Regions from separate parts of the Mus musculus genome. Here regions 2 and 3 are each linked to region 1. The links are chromatin contacts, called in public Hi-C and promoter capture Hi-C maps. All regions are on one chromosome and are shown on one strand. The core of a region is the stretch at or near the end of the contact, and the rest is flanking DNA. Distances in the headings are between cores, read along the strand shown.

Region 1 (4,480 bases), core at 1,853-4,352:
AAAAATATTTTAAAAATTGCCAGGGGCTGGCAAACTGGCTCAGTGGGTAAAGGCTCTTGCCCTCCAAGCCTGACACCATGAGATCAGTCCCTAGAAGGTACTAGAGTAAGAGAACTGACAAGTTCTCCTCTGACTTCGACATGTGCATTCACACACCACAAATATATTAACTGTAACTTAAAAATGAATAAATCTTTCTAAGTATACTGACACATATATCCTAGCACTCTGGAGGCTAAGGCAGGATGTTTGTCAAGTCTAGACAACATGAGCTTTATAGTGAGACTTTGTCTTAAAAAAAAAAACATTAAAAAAGATTTAATATCTACATACCAGCTATTTTTCCAGGACAGGAGGCCAGCAAATACTTTCTGTAAAAGGACAGATAGGAAATACTTTAGACTTCTGGTGCAGGGACTATTTAACTCTATTACTTTTGCAGCAGAACAAACAGATAGCAAATACTGAATGGGGCTGGAGTGATGGTTAAGCAGTTGTGTACTGCTATCTTAGAGGAGCCAGGTTCAGTTTCCAGCACCTACACTGTGGGGCACTGGGCTATGCACAGACAGCCTGGTTTCCAGTTGAGGCTAGATGTTGAACCCCGGGACCCAGTGGTGGTAATTCCCACCTACATGGGATGGAAGGCGTTCCCTCGTGTCTCCTGGACCCTGGCTCCTGTCGAAGTTACTTTCCCCTCAACCCCCACAGGAGAAGCATGGCTAGTAGTCATGTAGACAATGTCCCAAGCTTCTGACCTTCAGGCTAAACTCCTCCCAGTTACCTAGCAATAGTAAAGATTACAGCAAACCATAAGAGGAGCTGTTTGGCTCCACCTCGCTCTCTTCCTCTTACTCCCCTTACTCTTCTCTCCTCTCCTCTCACTCTCTTACTCTTATTCTCTAGCCTTTCTTTTCTCTTTCCCCCTGCCTTTCTACAATAAAGCTCTAAAACCATAGACTGTCTCTGCTCATCAAGGCCCCCTACACTTACTCTCACCTGTGTGGGAACCTCTCTTCCTTCAGCCCTTACCTCTCTTCCTTCAGCCCTTGCTCCCATAACGCCGGGGCAACAGGGTGTTGTCCTGGGGGCCCTGGTTTCAGGGGCTGCCCCTTGTCCACCCCACCCCACCCCCTGTCAAGTGGGGTCAGTGGCTTAAATGCCCACCCGGGCTGAGTGGAAAGCTTCTGGCAGCCTTACGGCGTCTGCCTGCCCAGAGCATAGGAGGAACGCTGGCCGGGCTTGGGCTATCCTCCCTCCTGCCTCCTTCCCCTACATCCCCTTTAGTTCCCACCCTATACTGGGTAGTTCACAAGTGCTTATAACCCAGCTTTAGGAAAACCTGATGCCTTTGGCCTCCTGTAGGACTGGCACTCACATGCATATACCCACACATCTATATACAATTAAACCTAATAAGGCAGGCTGGAACTGGGAAGATGGCTCAGGTGGTAAACTGCTTGCTGTGCAATGAGGACCTGAGTCTTGATCCCCAGCATCTACATAAAAAGCCAGGCTTATGGTGCACACCTGTAATTCCAGCAACGGGAAGGGAGAGACAGGTCAGTCTTTGGAGTTCACTGGCCAGGCAGTCTAGCTGAACTGGTGAGCTTCAGGTTCAGTGTCAGACCCTGTCTCAAAAAAGGGAGGGGGGAGGACAGTAATTAAGGAAGACATCTAAGTTGATTAGCACAAATTATTTTTTAAAGTGTGTGTGTTGAGGGAGGGGGTCTGAAGATGAGGCTCAGTTCGTGGAGCACTTACCTAACATGCACAGGGCACTGAGTTTGCACCCTCCTCAAGCCCACCCCCCTCTATGCACACCTCATAAAGCCAGTGTGGTCAGAAAGAGGCCAGCCAGGGCTACAAGAGACTGTATTTCAAAAGAGAATGTGGGCAGTCTGTGTTTGGCCACAGGGTACTGTTTGAAAGCACCCTTTGTAGAGCAATGCTATCTCATATAAAGATTTCAAGCCACAAAGATATTTTTTAAATGTGTGATAGTATGTTAAAATTTGTTGGAATTAATTCTAGTTTTACTTAGCTAAAATATTTTTCCTTTAAAATGCAGTGGCAGAGTTCATACCCAGGGCCTTAGGCAGATTAAAGTATGTGCTCTACTACTGAGCTACACCTAAGCTTCGCCCCAATACTGTCCTTTCAAAATCTGATAAAAGGGTATTTTAATTCCTTTTTGTGTTAATTCTCAAAAACAAAAGTCTGCTGTGCTTTACACTCGAACACACTCCAATCCAGATCAGACACATTTCATGGCAGTTGTAGTTCATATATGAGTGTACATTTTACCATTTACCAGTGTGTGTATGAGTATGTATATGTGTGTGTGTGTACAATGTGTGTGCACATACAAAACCTTTTATAGTGACAGCAAGAGTCGGCCCTACCATGTGTTGCCTGAATGCATGCAGACGCCTGGGAATATGCAATTATAGGAAGGGCATACACACATCTGCACTAAAATCGTCCAAACGTGAAGAAAAAGCACAGGAAAGTTACTGTGAAATTTTCCAGAGGCTTAGGGAACAGACCAGCAGTCTTTAAATCTCTCTCAACATCCAGGAGGGGAAAAAAAGAGAAATTTTCTAGCTCCAGGCTAAACTTATCGGTCAAGCTTCAAGGCCCTGGCTCAGAAGGGAATGGACGGGCCATGGGGGGCTGGGGGGCTAGGACACGAGACGCTGGCGGGGCGTTGTTTTTAGGCAGCCACGTTAGGATCCCGGGGGAAGGGACAGGGAGAGGAACCGGCCCGCCCAGAGAGATTCCTGTGGGTGGGGTTGACTACTAAACAAAGCCTGCAGAAATCCACCCCGGGGGACGGCCCTGAGGCCGTACAGCCATGGCGGCGCGCCTTCCGGCCCGCTCCAATGACAGCACCTAAAGGGAGGAGGAAATCAACCTTCGAGCAGCCTGGGCACGGGGAGCACCAGAGCGCCCCTGCGAGCCGGGATTGCCTTCCACTGGACCCGGGAGTTAGCCCTTCCGCGGGGGCCGAGGTAACGGAAATGGCGGAACGCCGCCATCGGAGATGCTCGGTCACTGCCCTAGCGGCCGCAGCACCGCCCGCCCAGAAGCGCAGGCGCCGCCCTCCAGTGGGCGGTGCCGCCTCCTCCTGGAGGGAACTTCCGTTTCTTGGGGCCGGACGACAGAGCCTGCACCAGTCCTAAGGTTCCGGCGAGCCAACGTGGGCGTGGGATTGGACGCTAAGGTGCTTTGGACTTGGCGCCTGCGCAGAGCGGCCGCGGGCCTCGCAGAGTGGTCCCTTGAGAGAGGAGCTAAGGCCCGAAGTGAAACTAACCCGGCTGCTGCGTTTCAGTGGCAACGTTTGTTGATGCGCTTACTCTTTTTAGTTTCCGTCAAACCAGTAAAACAGATGGGACAAAAATAAAAACAGGCTGGCTGTGGTGATGGACCCCAGTAGGCAAAGGCTGAAGACTAAAGTACAGAGACCGGAGGATCCCGAGTTCGAGGACAGCCTGGGGCAAAACTAAACAGGCTGGACCCGGTACTCGCCTTCCTAAATAAATAAAAATAAACAAATGTAAAACCCTCCATAAGAACAATCAAATAAAATATAAATGGCTAACAGTGATGGTCTGTAATAATAAATGGTTGGGTTTTTTTTTTTAAATCAATATAAAAATGGCTAAACCTGGTGGCATATAATACTAGCGCTCCAGAGGCAGAGATGGGAGAAGGTCCATAAGTTTCTGACCAGCTAGGGTTACATAGTAAGACTCTCTCAACTAACAAACCAGGCAGCAAAAAGGCAAGCCATAATTACTGTCATGCCTAACAGTAATTAGTCCAACAAGCATATAACATGCATCACAAGAATGAAAGGAAGTAGTAACCATTCAGTAATTAGTTACAAGAAACCTGAGTGTATGTGTGAACATGGTCTGCCTTCAAGGATTAAAACCACAGTGATAATTGAACTAGAAAATGTGGCAGACTCCTTTGACCTCCAATGCCAAAACAATTCAGGAAAAGATTTAAGGAAGCAACCCCTCAGTGTTGTGTACTGGATCTGTTCATAGCAGGGATACAGCAGGGTGATCTGGTCATGAATGTAAGAGATTTTACCTCAGCAGAGGGAGGACAAGGAACTCACACTGATCAGGATAAGGGATGCCTGATTATTTTTCTGTTTTGAACGGTTAGTATTAGGGTATGATTACAAAGCAATCTTGGTTTGGGTTTGGTTTGGTTTAAACACAAGATTCTCACACTGTAGTCTAGCCTGGTCTACAACTATGTAGTCCAGGCTGTCCTCAAACTAGGATAATCTTCTTGCTCTCCAAGTGCTGATACTATGGGTGTGTATCACTAGGCCCAGTCTAGAAGTTTTTGGTTTTTTTTTGTTTTTTTTTTTTTTTGTTTTTTGCTATGGTTTATCACTCTGAAAGTAACACCATTTGGTGTTGAAGTTCTCGGAAATAATTGATTTACAAAACTGCAA
Region 2 (4,669 bases), core at 1,793-4,292, 600 kb after region 1:
AAGACCCTGTCTCAAAATGTACAAAGAAGGGTGAGCCTGATGCATTTATTTCCTTGACATCCTGAAAAGTGATCTATAAATCTGATAACACATGTAAAATGCAATAATGAATGCAGCATTATGTATTCTTCAACACCCACAAGTTTCATAGATCTGCTTCTGGTTAGAATGATATAGGAAGGACTAACTTTTGTTTTCTATATTTTTTTTCACTTAAATAGTGTGAAGTCAGGGGCTACAATTGAAGTCTGTTTTTGTTTTCTTAAGCAAATTTTGTACACTGGCTCCCTTCGTTTGAAAGCCACAAGATATGTTCCCAAGCAGCTCCATATGCATAAAGATAAGGCTCCTTTGTAAAAAGGAGGCATTAAAAACCCTTCCGGAAGTCCTGCTTTTCAAGCACTCATACCATAAGTGTAGTTGAATGAAGCAACAATATAGCCAAATATAGACAGTACAAGCCACGAAACCTCTCTCATGATTGGCTCCCACCTTTGCCTCAAAAGAAGAACATTGTGGTTCAAATGCTGCAGTCCCAGGAAGTCTTGAAATCAACTGAAGGGCTTTTCAAATTCATTCTTCATTATTTCAACTGGACCCCAGCCCAGTGTCATTGGTGGCTGGAGTGGCCTGAGTCTCAGGTCTAGGGCTGACATTTTCAACCCTTATTTGACCGGACATAATTAGAGGAGAAGCCATACTCCAGTGTAGCTGACATTTGAGCCTCTGGAGCTTTCAATCCCAGGCACGGATTGGATTTCTGTTTCTTTCTTGCGGAGCTGCCAATTTGTACTGTTGTAAACTGAGCAGCCGGCAACCTCTGAAAAGCCAGCTCCAGCTTGACTGGTTTTCAAAGGCCCATTGAAAGCTCGGAGCTTGTAAAAGGATGTGTTCGATGAAGCTTCAGTTGGCCCCTCTAGGCCTGAGCTGATAAGATGATTTGCAGCTTCAGTTTCCGCCAAGTGTTCTAAAACACCGGTGTTTGTTTCAGGCCCATGTAATCGTTTGCTATCTGTCCCACAGCCATTCTTTCCCCTGTGAACACATCATAAGTCCTTCACACAACCAGTGCACAAGCTCAGTAAGGATGAAGGCTATTAACCCCAGGTTTAGTTCATGAGCAACCCAAAGCCTCATTAGATTGCTGTCAGTGAGAGATCTGTGCACCTAAGCCAAAGCTGTACTTCCCTTTCAACCATTTGTGCATGCCTTTCACGGCCTGGCTTCCAGGGTTTGAATAAACAGGAATTGAGCCCCAACTATCCCTGGGGAAGTGGCTAGCTATTATTATCACCAGTGGAAACACAAACAATAGTTAACACGCTACAAAAAACAGAGCCTGGTTGGCTTCACCTTACGGACCACATGACCTCCAAGTTCAGCTAACACGTTTTTCTTTCTTTCTTCCTTCCTTTCTTCCTTCCTTCCTTTCTTTCTTTCTTTCTTTCTTTCTTTCTTTCTTTCTTTCTTTCTTTCTTTCTTTCTTTCTTTCTCTCTCTCTCTCTCTCTCTCTCTCTCTCTCTCTCTCTCTCTCTTTCTCTCTTTCTCTTTTTCACAGTAACGAAGTACAAGCATGCATGCACCTTCTCACAGAAACTTTACTGGTCCACCTCGTCACAGACTCTGACTTCAATATGTGTGGGTTGGAAGAGCGTAGAGAAATTTTGGACAACGTGCTTTTTCAAACTTCCTTTGAATGACTTCTGGACTGATGTCACTATAAAAATCAGTGGCTCTGCCAAAGGGCTCATTTCTCTCCAGAAAGTACTCTCCATCCATCTCTGACAAGTTTTCCGCTTAGATCTAAAATCCCAGGTATGGAGCGTCTCACCATCATTTAAGAGCACTGCATGGCCACTATCAGCCCTAAATTCCAATGATCCTTTACTAACAAAAATAAAGCGAACTTAATATGGCCACAAATTAGTGTAGCCGATTTTGTTGATCTATCAGACAACACATTAACTTTGAATATTTTCATTCAAAGATGTAGGCTTGGCTGATATTAAGAAATATAGTAAAAAAAAAACCTGCAGTCAGAGATATTCATTAGAGAAAAGTGGTCTGCCTCTTAAATATCCTTCAAAAACAATTTAAACACGTGGATGGCATGCTCATACAGTAAGCATAATTGTTAATAGTCATGTTCCAGAAGAATGAGAATATATGAGTAAAATTTCTCACAACATGAAAAGAAACAGAATGATCTGGGTTTGTCTGGGTTTGTCGAAAAAGAAATGTGTGTGTAAGAAAACATGTAGACAAAGAGACCAAAACCATGTCCCAGCACTTGGGAGGCAGAGGCAGGCGGATCAGAAATTGAAAGTCACCCTCAGCTACATATCACGTTTGAGGTCAGCCTTGTGCACATGGGACTCTGTTTCAAATATAAAAGAGAAAAACTACGTCAGAATAGCAACAACAGTTTCTCATTAGCTGAGGGCAAAGCTTATAAAGATTTAATGCCCCTCCCCAGCTATTGAGCTTTTCTATATTGTCCAAATCCCCTATGTGTAAGTGGTTTTACAATGAAAAAGCCCACTTCGGAAAGTAATACCCCACAGGAGCTTGCTGTTCCTTAATGAATTAATAATATGAAAAGGACAGCATACTAACAGCCCAGAAGACAAGATGGAGATGAGACTATCAGTCTTGCATCCATTTGAACTTTAGTCACTCTTGCTTCAAAAAGAACTTTCATGATTACATATTGCATGCACCCTGCCAAAAGCCACGGCTTTCACATTCAGACTAGGGAATAAACAGCTCCCCCAGGCAGACTGTGATGGAGGCGGCTGCTCTTGCATTCTAATTGAGGGACTATGCGCCCCAATGATTCGATTCTCCTGACAGATTAAGAGAATGAAGAAATCACCAGCTGCCAGAGCACAGAGAAGGAAGGGACCGAGCGAGGGCGGCTGCTGTCTGGCTGAGGCATCCTTCTGTTTTCTTGAGTTAACATAGGGGAAGAGAAAGCCTCCAGCCATTGCACGCAACTTAGAGTGCATGCAAGCAAACGGTGCAGTATTCAAGGGAGGGAGGGGCCTTGTAGGCCCAAAGAAAATGCCTATTTTGGGACGTGTGGTTGTGACCACAGTGTTCTACCTTCAGTAAACTGCTCATATTGTGATTAGAACTTTGACACCAACGGCAACTGGGTGACTAGATGCTAATCCTTTTTTTTTCTTTTTTTAAGAGGTTTGAATGTTTTGAGACATGGCCTCAAATGCGTTTTGTAGATGAGGATGACCTTCAAGCTGGATCCTCCTGTCTCCACCTCCAAGTATGAAGATTACAGCCCTGTACCACCACCAAGCGTCTCCACTATTTGTTCTGAATAGACAGTAGATGAAGCAGGAGCGGGTGAAAGGCTTCTGACCTCATATCCCAACTATCCATGCCAATCTTACCTTTCTGTTGGTCATCTATCTTCCCCTATCTTAGACAATCCATCCTCGTAAGTCCTTCTGTCAAACTGCTTTGCTTTAGTCCACAGAGGTGTCCTGATTTCTCCCAAAGGCTTAGGTGGAGGAGCTAAGCCAGATCTACAGTCTCCCCTCTGTCATCTTGTATCTGCATACTAGTGGAGGTATCTAAAGTATTCATAAATACACTTCCTTTCCTAGCTTGAAAATAGCAGAGACAAAGAAAATTACATGGTACTTTGCCATCTTTATTCTGGTCCACTTGAAACAGGAAGTTCCTAGGGCTTTCTCACAAGCAATTGATAAATAGTACTGTTTTCAGTATAACGTTCAGGTAGACGTGCATTCGGAAACATTCACACAAGATGCACAAGAACATTACCAAGACTCTAGTACTCATCACATGGAACCCCTTAGCATATAAACAAAAGTCATCTGTTTTCTTGTTCATAGTCCCTTTACATGTAACATCCAAAGGTACCACCCAGAGGATGGCAAGCTGGGTCCAGCTGAGGAAAAGCCCGGTGTAGAGCCTTTTCTCAATTGCTCTTAAAGAATCTCTCAGGTGGAGCCATTTTCCCTTGAGCAGGCATCCTCATGGCTCACTTAGGGAAGGGAAGGACATTTTACACTCTCATAGCTGAGAGCAATCTCTTTTGGGAAATGAAGCCCTTTTAGCTGTCTTCTGTTATTTATCTGCTCTCAGTCCCAATCAATGTTATTTAGCACTGTTGAACAAGCATTAAGGGAGAATTTGAGAGGGCTCTAACTTCTAAGATGCTCAGATGCTTACACACCAAGCTTTCAGATCCTAGCAGTCTTGGGTGAAGCATTTCCCTCCAAGACAGATGATGCTCATATTTTAGGATGCACTCGTATGAGCTTTGCAAGCAGGCTACACGTCCATTATGAGCCATTAATGTGGACTGTAATCACATTGTAGGACTTCAGGACGATGCATATTGTGTAAGAGAAGGGGCAGCCTGTGTAAAGGTTTTTATATTACCCCACTGAAGGTTTTTGTTATCTTTCAAAACTTCAGACAAAGAGTAGGCAGAGGAAACAGACCTAGCCCACAAGATCTTAAACGAAAGAGGACTTCTCTTATTCTCCTTCCACTTTCTGATTTCTCACTCTCAAGGGTATTAAGTTTAACAAATAAATAACCTTAGAGATACATGGTAATGTTGCCCAATTAAAAATGACTTATGCACATACCCTTAATCCTAGCACTTAGGAGGCAG
Region 3 (4,917 bases), core at 2,166-4,665, 750 kb after region 1:
GAGTGGGCTGGGGGCCATTCTGTACTCATTGGTCCAGTGGTCTTCGGACAGGAAAACTTTAAATGTATGAGTACTAGAACCGTAGCACCTCTTAGTGAGGCCAAAATGAACCCCACACAATTCACAGTGCATGTTGGGTAGGAGGATATAGAGCTCTTAGGATTCAAGCAGTCAATCTGCACAGATAACTCTGTTCTCCCTCTTCAAGGCTTTCTTCAAGACAAGCTGTGGACCCAAAGGCAAGGGAATCATGAATTCAAGACCAACCCAAGTTATCTAGTAAAATCCTGTCTCGAACTAAAATAAAATAAAAACCAAACTAAACAAGCAAAAGAATTTTGTAGTATAGCTTAGCAGTTGAGTGCTCACCTAGCACGGCAAAGGCCTTGAAGCCTTCCCAGTAGCCATGTAAGAAAATGTTTCTCCTTTAACATGGCATGATTTACCTCATACAAGCTGTACCCCTCTCTGGACATGTTCTTCCTTAGGCATGATAACTCCAAGGCAGCCAACACTCCTATTGGTTATTATGCACAACAAACTGAACCATTTAGCTATTCCAGCACCATGTGGGTGGGAAGCAGAGCTGAAAATTTGCTAGCCTGGAGTTCTTTCTTACTTTTAATGGTCTTCAATTAGTTTTTGTTTGATGATGTTGATCACTGATTAACTGATATCAGCTAACAAAGTAAAGAATAGCTACATACAGGATGCTGCAGAGATGGCTCCATGGCTAAGAACACCTACTGTTTGTTCTTGCAGAGAACCTGAATTCAACCATATAGTAGTTCAGAACAATCCAGTTCCAGGGGTTCTGATATTGTTTCTGAGGGCATCAGCCATGCATGCAGTACACCTATATACACAGAGGCAAATCCTCATATACATAAAATAAAAATATTTTATAAAAGATATACAGATATGATTTATCATCTCAGATGAAATTAATAGCAGGTGCTTTATTTTGTCTACTCTAAATCTAATGGATTCATAAACTGCTTTGGAGAGCAAGAGAAACATAATGCCAGTCAAATGAACTTGATGCTAAAGAGATGCCTCCCGATTCAGCAACAACTAAAGATATACGAAAAGTATGCTTTTTGGATCATAGACGGATTTGCCATAAGTCGAGTACAAAGCACCCATATATTTATTTCATCCTCATCCAAATCAGCATAGGGGGGTGGTATCAAAAATCTGTTTCCCAGACTTGGATCCTGATGCTTTGAAAGGTTACTTTACCCAAGTTCACTCCCATAGTAAGCAGCCAAACTGAAATAGAGCATAGATATGCTCAAATAATTCATGAGTTACTGCTGGAAGCTAAAGAACAAATTGAGAATGATCTGGTTGCAGGAATGAGCAAAAGAGTCATAGATAGGGGCTAGAGAGATGACTCAGCAGTGAAGAGTGTTTGTTGCTTTTGCAGAGAACCTGGATTCTCTTCCCAGTACATATATGTTGACACAAAACTATTTATAACTCCAGTTTCAGACAATCTGACATCATTTTCTAATATCTGTAAGCACTAGGCAATGTGCACAAGCATGCAAAACACTCAAATACATATCAAACAAATAAAAAGTATAATAAACTACCACACATTTCAAATCTACAGGATATAGAGTCTGGGAACAGATGTTCCACTTTGACTTTCTGTGCTTACTAAGTCACCACAACAAGCGTCACTGACATTGCTGTAATGAGTTCCTGTGTATGGTGTTCTCTGAAACTGGACTTCCCGATAGCCTGCCTTTCCCCCCCATCAGTTCTGCTGGTTTTAGGATTATCATTTAGGACGAGAAGCAGTGATCGAAAGAAAATGAAATGATATTCAACATAACATAAGACCGTAAAATATAAACAGTGAGAGAATCAATGTAAGCTTGTAAAACCTACCCTCTTCTTTCCCTCTGGTGACAGGTGGAAGCCAAGGACTTCTTTACAAGCTTCCTCTGATTCACTTACTGTTCTATACTCTCCTTTCTTACGACATAGCTATTTTGACTATCATAGCAATTTACCAAGTCGAAACTGGGCGACTTCAATTGCAGTGTCATATGTGCTTTTGGTCTCTTTGGACCAATCCCATATAGATCACAGTCATTTGTAAGGATCATAAAATTTTACTGCAAAATGAATTGATATTCAAGCTCCATTATGGACCTAACTGAGCATAAAAATTAACTTCCAATAAGTTAAATAGACATTAAATTAGTGTCAAAAGCACACCAAGGCCTTTCATATGCACTAAATGGCTAGGGAAAACATACATGGTCAATTTTAAGTGAGATTTGTTTCAAGTCAGATATTCCAATTTCTCCTTATACTTCCCTGAATTTTCTATAACATACACCATTCAGAGAAACTTGTAGTTTGTTTGCTTTTCAATCAAATATCTTTTGACAATGATAAGAATAGAACTCTTGCTGCATCTAGACAGTGTAAGGCAATAGCAGCAGATGCAGTGAGATGTGCATTTTAAAACTTCAAACAGGAAAAGGAGCTGCTGCTACAGAAACTCCAGCTTTTAGTAGTTAAAAGCAACTATCACCAGACTGCAGATACTGAACCATGTTTGTAAAGCAATGGTTCTCAACCTGTGGGTCATGACCCCTTTGGGAGTCAAAGAATTCTCTCCACAAAGGTTGCCTAAGTCTATAGGAAAACACAGATATTTACATTACAATTAAATATAACAGGAGCAGAATTACAGTAATGAAGTAGCAATGAAATATTTTTGTGGTTGGAAGTCACCACAACATGAGGAACTATATTAAAGTGTCACAGCATTAGAGAGGTTGCGAACCACTGGTCTAGCGGTAGGGAACTTACCATGTTCTATAGACAAAGGAAGGTAAAACGTTTGTTTCTCTCTTAACATCCAACTCTGTTTTTCTGGAAGAAGATGTGCTCTATAGCTGGACCAGAAAATAATAGAACAGCCCAAATTCTTTCTTGGAAGGCTCTTGCTTTCCTGTTCAGAATGATAATATTATCATTGTATTCGGCTTTCAAAGTTTCCTCTCTAATTTAGTTTATCTTAACATTCGCACAAACTCATCAGACAGGCAGTCCTCCCAGCATACAATGTGTGCTGCTGGTTTCCTCTGGCTTCTGCTACTACTTGGCTCAGTTAGTACTTTCTTTGTTTCCATCAGTAGCCACCAACCCGGATCTCTAGATGGGAAATTATATTTTGCAGGAGATCTTTGAGACAAGCTCGCACATAGCTTACCCCTTTCTGGCTGGGATCCCTTCAAGGTTCTCTTTCAATAGCTTGTAGTAGCAGTGCAGTGGTCCTCTGTGTACAGTAGCTGTGCAGAGAGCAGACTTTGGCAAACTTCTGAAATCTGGTCGCTTTAGCATCAGCAAAATCTAGCAATGGATTTGCAGAAGTTTATGTTGGAAGACAGGAACTTGTGATTTCTTAACTGTTGCCAAATCACTTATTGGCTATGCTTTAAAAATTTCGAAACTGAATTCAGAGGAAAAGTCATTTATAAAATTATTTTCATAGAACCCTCACATCATACTTTTTTGAGTTGGCATATATTCATGTCTATGGATACCTGTAGGGTTTGGGTAAGCAGGATTAGGAGGGAAACAGGCAATAAAATGGGGGAGAAAATAATATTTTGATGAAAAATTATTTTAAAAAGCAAACACCTGTACCATAAATTTGTATCAAATTTGGGATTTATGAAACTTATCTTTAGGTATGTAACTCATATATACTTCTGCTTTGTTCCACACCTTTTCAAGACTGCCATGCTGCATAGGTGTCTAGGGATCGCCCACTGTAGCTGGGGCACTTCTACATGCAGCACCTGACATGCAATGTAAGGTCAATAAATGTTCATTCAAAAATAAAAGAATTCCTCATTGAGTGAGAGCAAGAGGGATTGGATGAGCATTGTAGAGTCTGGGGATTTTTCCCTTTTCTCATTTGGTTGGATAAAATTAGACTTGGAGCTTCCAGGGCCAGGGCCCCACCACATATTTCATAGAAAGGTATTCACAATCAAAAACCTTGGAGCAACATCTGGTCCACAAGTAAACACACACACACACACACACACACAAAACAAAAAACCAAAAATTTACAAAGGAACATTTGGCAATTTGGCATGTTGAAGCACTAGCTTCAATCTCTAATTATAAAAACACCCCTCTCAAAAACTAATTCTAATTTTTTTCTGATTACCATGTACATAGTAAAATCTACCCTCAGCTATTATTCTGTTTTGAATTTTATAAATGAAATAATTGTGAGATATTGTTTTTCAGTTACCATGTAAGGATATACATGATATCAGAAATTCACCTCTTGTCCCAAAATGCCAACTTTTAACAGAAAGTCCTTGCTGGCCTCTGGAGAAAGAAGTATGTCAGAGTGAGGTGCTCTGTTCTATAGAGCCTCCTCCTACTAAGTAAGAGGTAAACACACTGTGTGTCATTCACAGAAATGTGGACCACAGAAAGCCTGGTTATAGAAAAAAATGCCTTGAAGAAGTCATAGAATACCTTGGATAACCTTTCCTAGACTGACTTCTGAGTATCAGTCCCTGAGGTATTCACGATTTGGCCATGGTCGGGGAGAGCTTTCTAGGATCCAGGTCATCAAGGAACAGAGACAGCTTAAACATTTGTGACATAACCAGAAATCTTTTTTTTTTAACAGAGGAAAGATTTACTTGGGCTTACAGTTTACGAATCAGTATGCTCCATTACCACAGGGAAGGCATGGTCTCAGGGAGGATGGGGCCTCAGAAATCAAAGGCTATATTTAGACACCTCTCACTTTTTTTGTTTCTCCTGAACACTGTTCAAAAGAAAGTTCTAAGCAAGTATGATGGTGCACACTGTAATCTGAGCACTTGGATGGTAGAAGCAGGAGGGTCTCCATGCATTTGA

Evidence for each region. Promoter capture Hi-C pulls out the DNA fragments that hold promoters and counts their contacts. Hi-C and Micro-C count contacts between places; a contact is called where the count stands out from the background.
Region 2: a Hi-C map of Th2 cells shows a contact between it and region 1, with 3 times the contacts expected there. The contact joins the enhancer-like site here to the promoter of Tceanc in region 1. A contact is called at or near these places in 2 of 484 Hi-C or Micro-C datasets (CD4 T cells and Th2 cells), 1 of 115 datasets of contacts at active chromatin or transcription factors (memory CD8 T cells) and 1 of 9 other capture datasets (adipose tissue).
Region 3: a promoter capture Hi-C map of neutrophils shows a contact between it and region 1, with 6 times the contacts expected there. The contact joins the promoter of Tlr8 here to the promoter of Tceanc in region 1. A contact is called at or near these places in 4 of 39 promoter capture datasets (the C10 cell line, liver, neutrophils and 1 more) and 1 of 9 other capture datasets (macrophages).

Annotation. Positions count from the first base shown.
Region 1 is chrX:166,507,376-166,511,855 of GRCm38.p6, forward strand. It overlaps Tceanc (transcription elongation factor A (SII) N-terminal and central domain containing), which reads right to left and starts at 3,103. Exons shown (of 5, transcript NM_001007577.2): 1 at 2,918-3,103; 2 at 1,531-1,631; 3 at 334-371.
Region 2 is chrX:167,103,224-167,107,892 of GRCm38.p6, forward strand. No RefSeq gene overlaps it. Among named protein-coding and RNA genes, the nearest start is that of Gm15232, 3.5 kb to the left of the region's middle. Within about 2 kb of position 3,043, at least 58 of the 459 cell types and tissues checked have an H3K27ac peak or open chromatin away from gene starts, as enhancers often do. A contact at or near this core is called in Th2 cells, adipose tissue and memory CD8 T cells, where this site is marked.
Region 3 is chrX:167,260,914-167,265,830 of GRCm38.p6, forward strand. Tlr8 (toll-like receptor 8) reads right to left here and starts at 3,416. Exons shown (of 3, transcript NM_133212.3): 1 at 3,239-3,416; 2 at 2,836-2,977. The coding sequence starts at 2,838.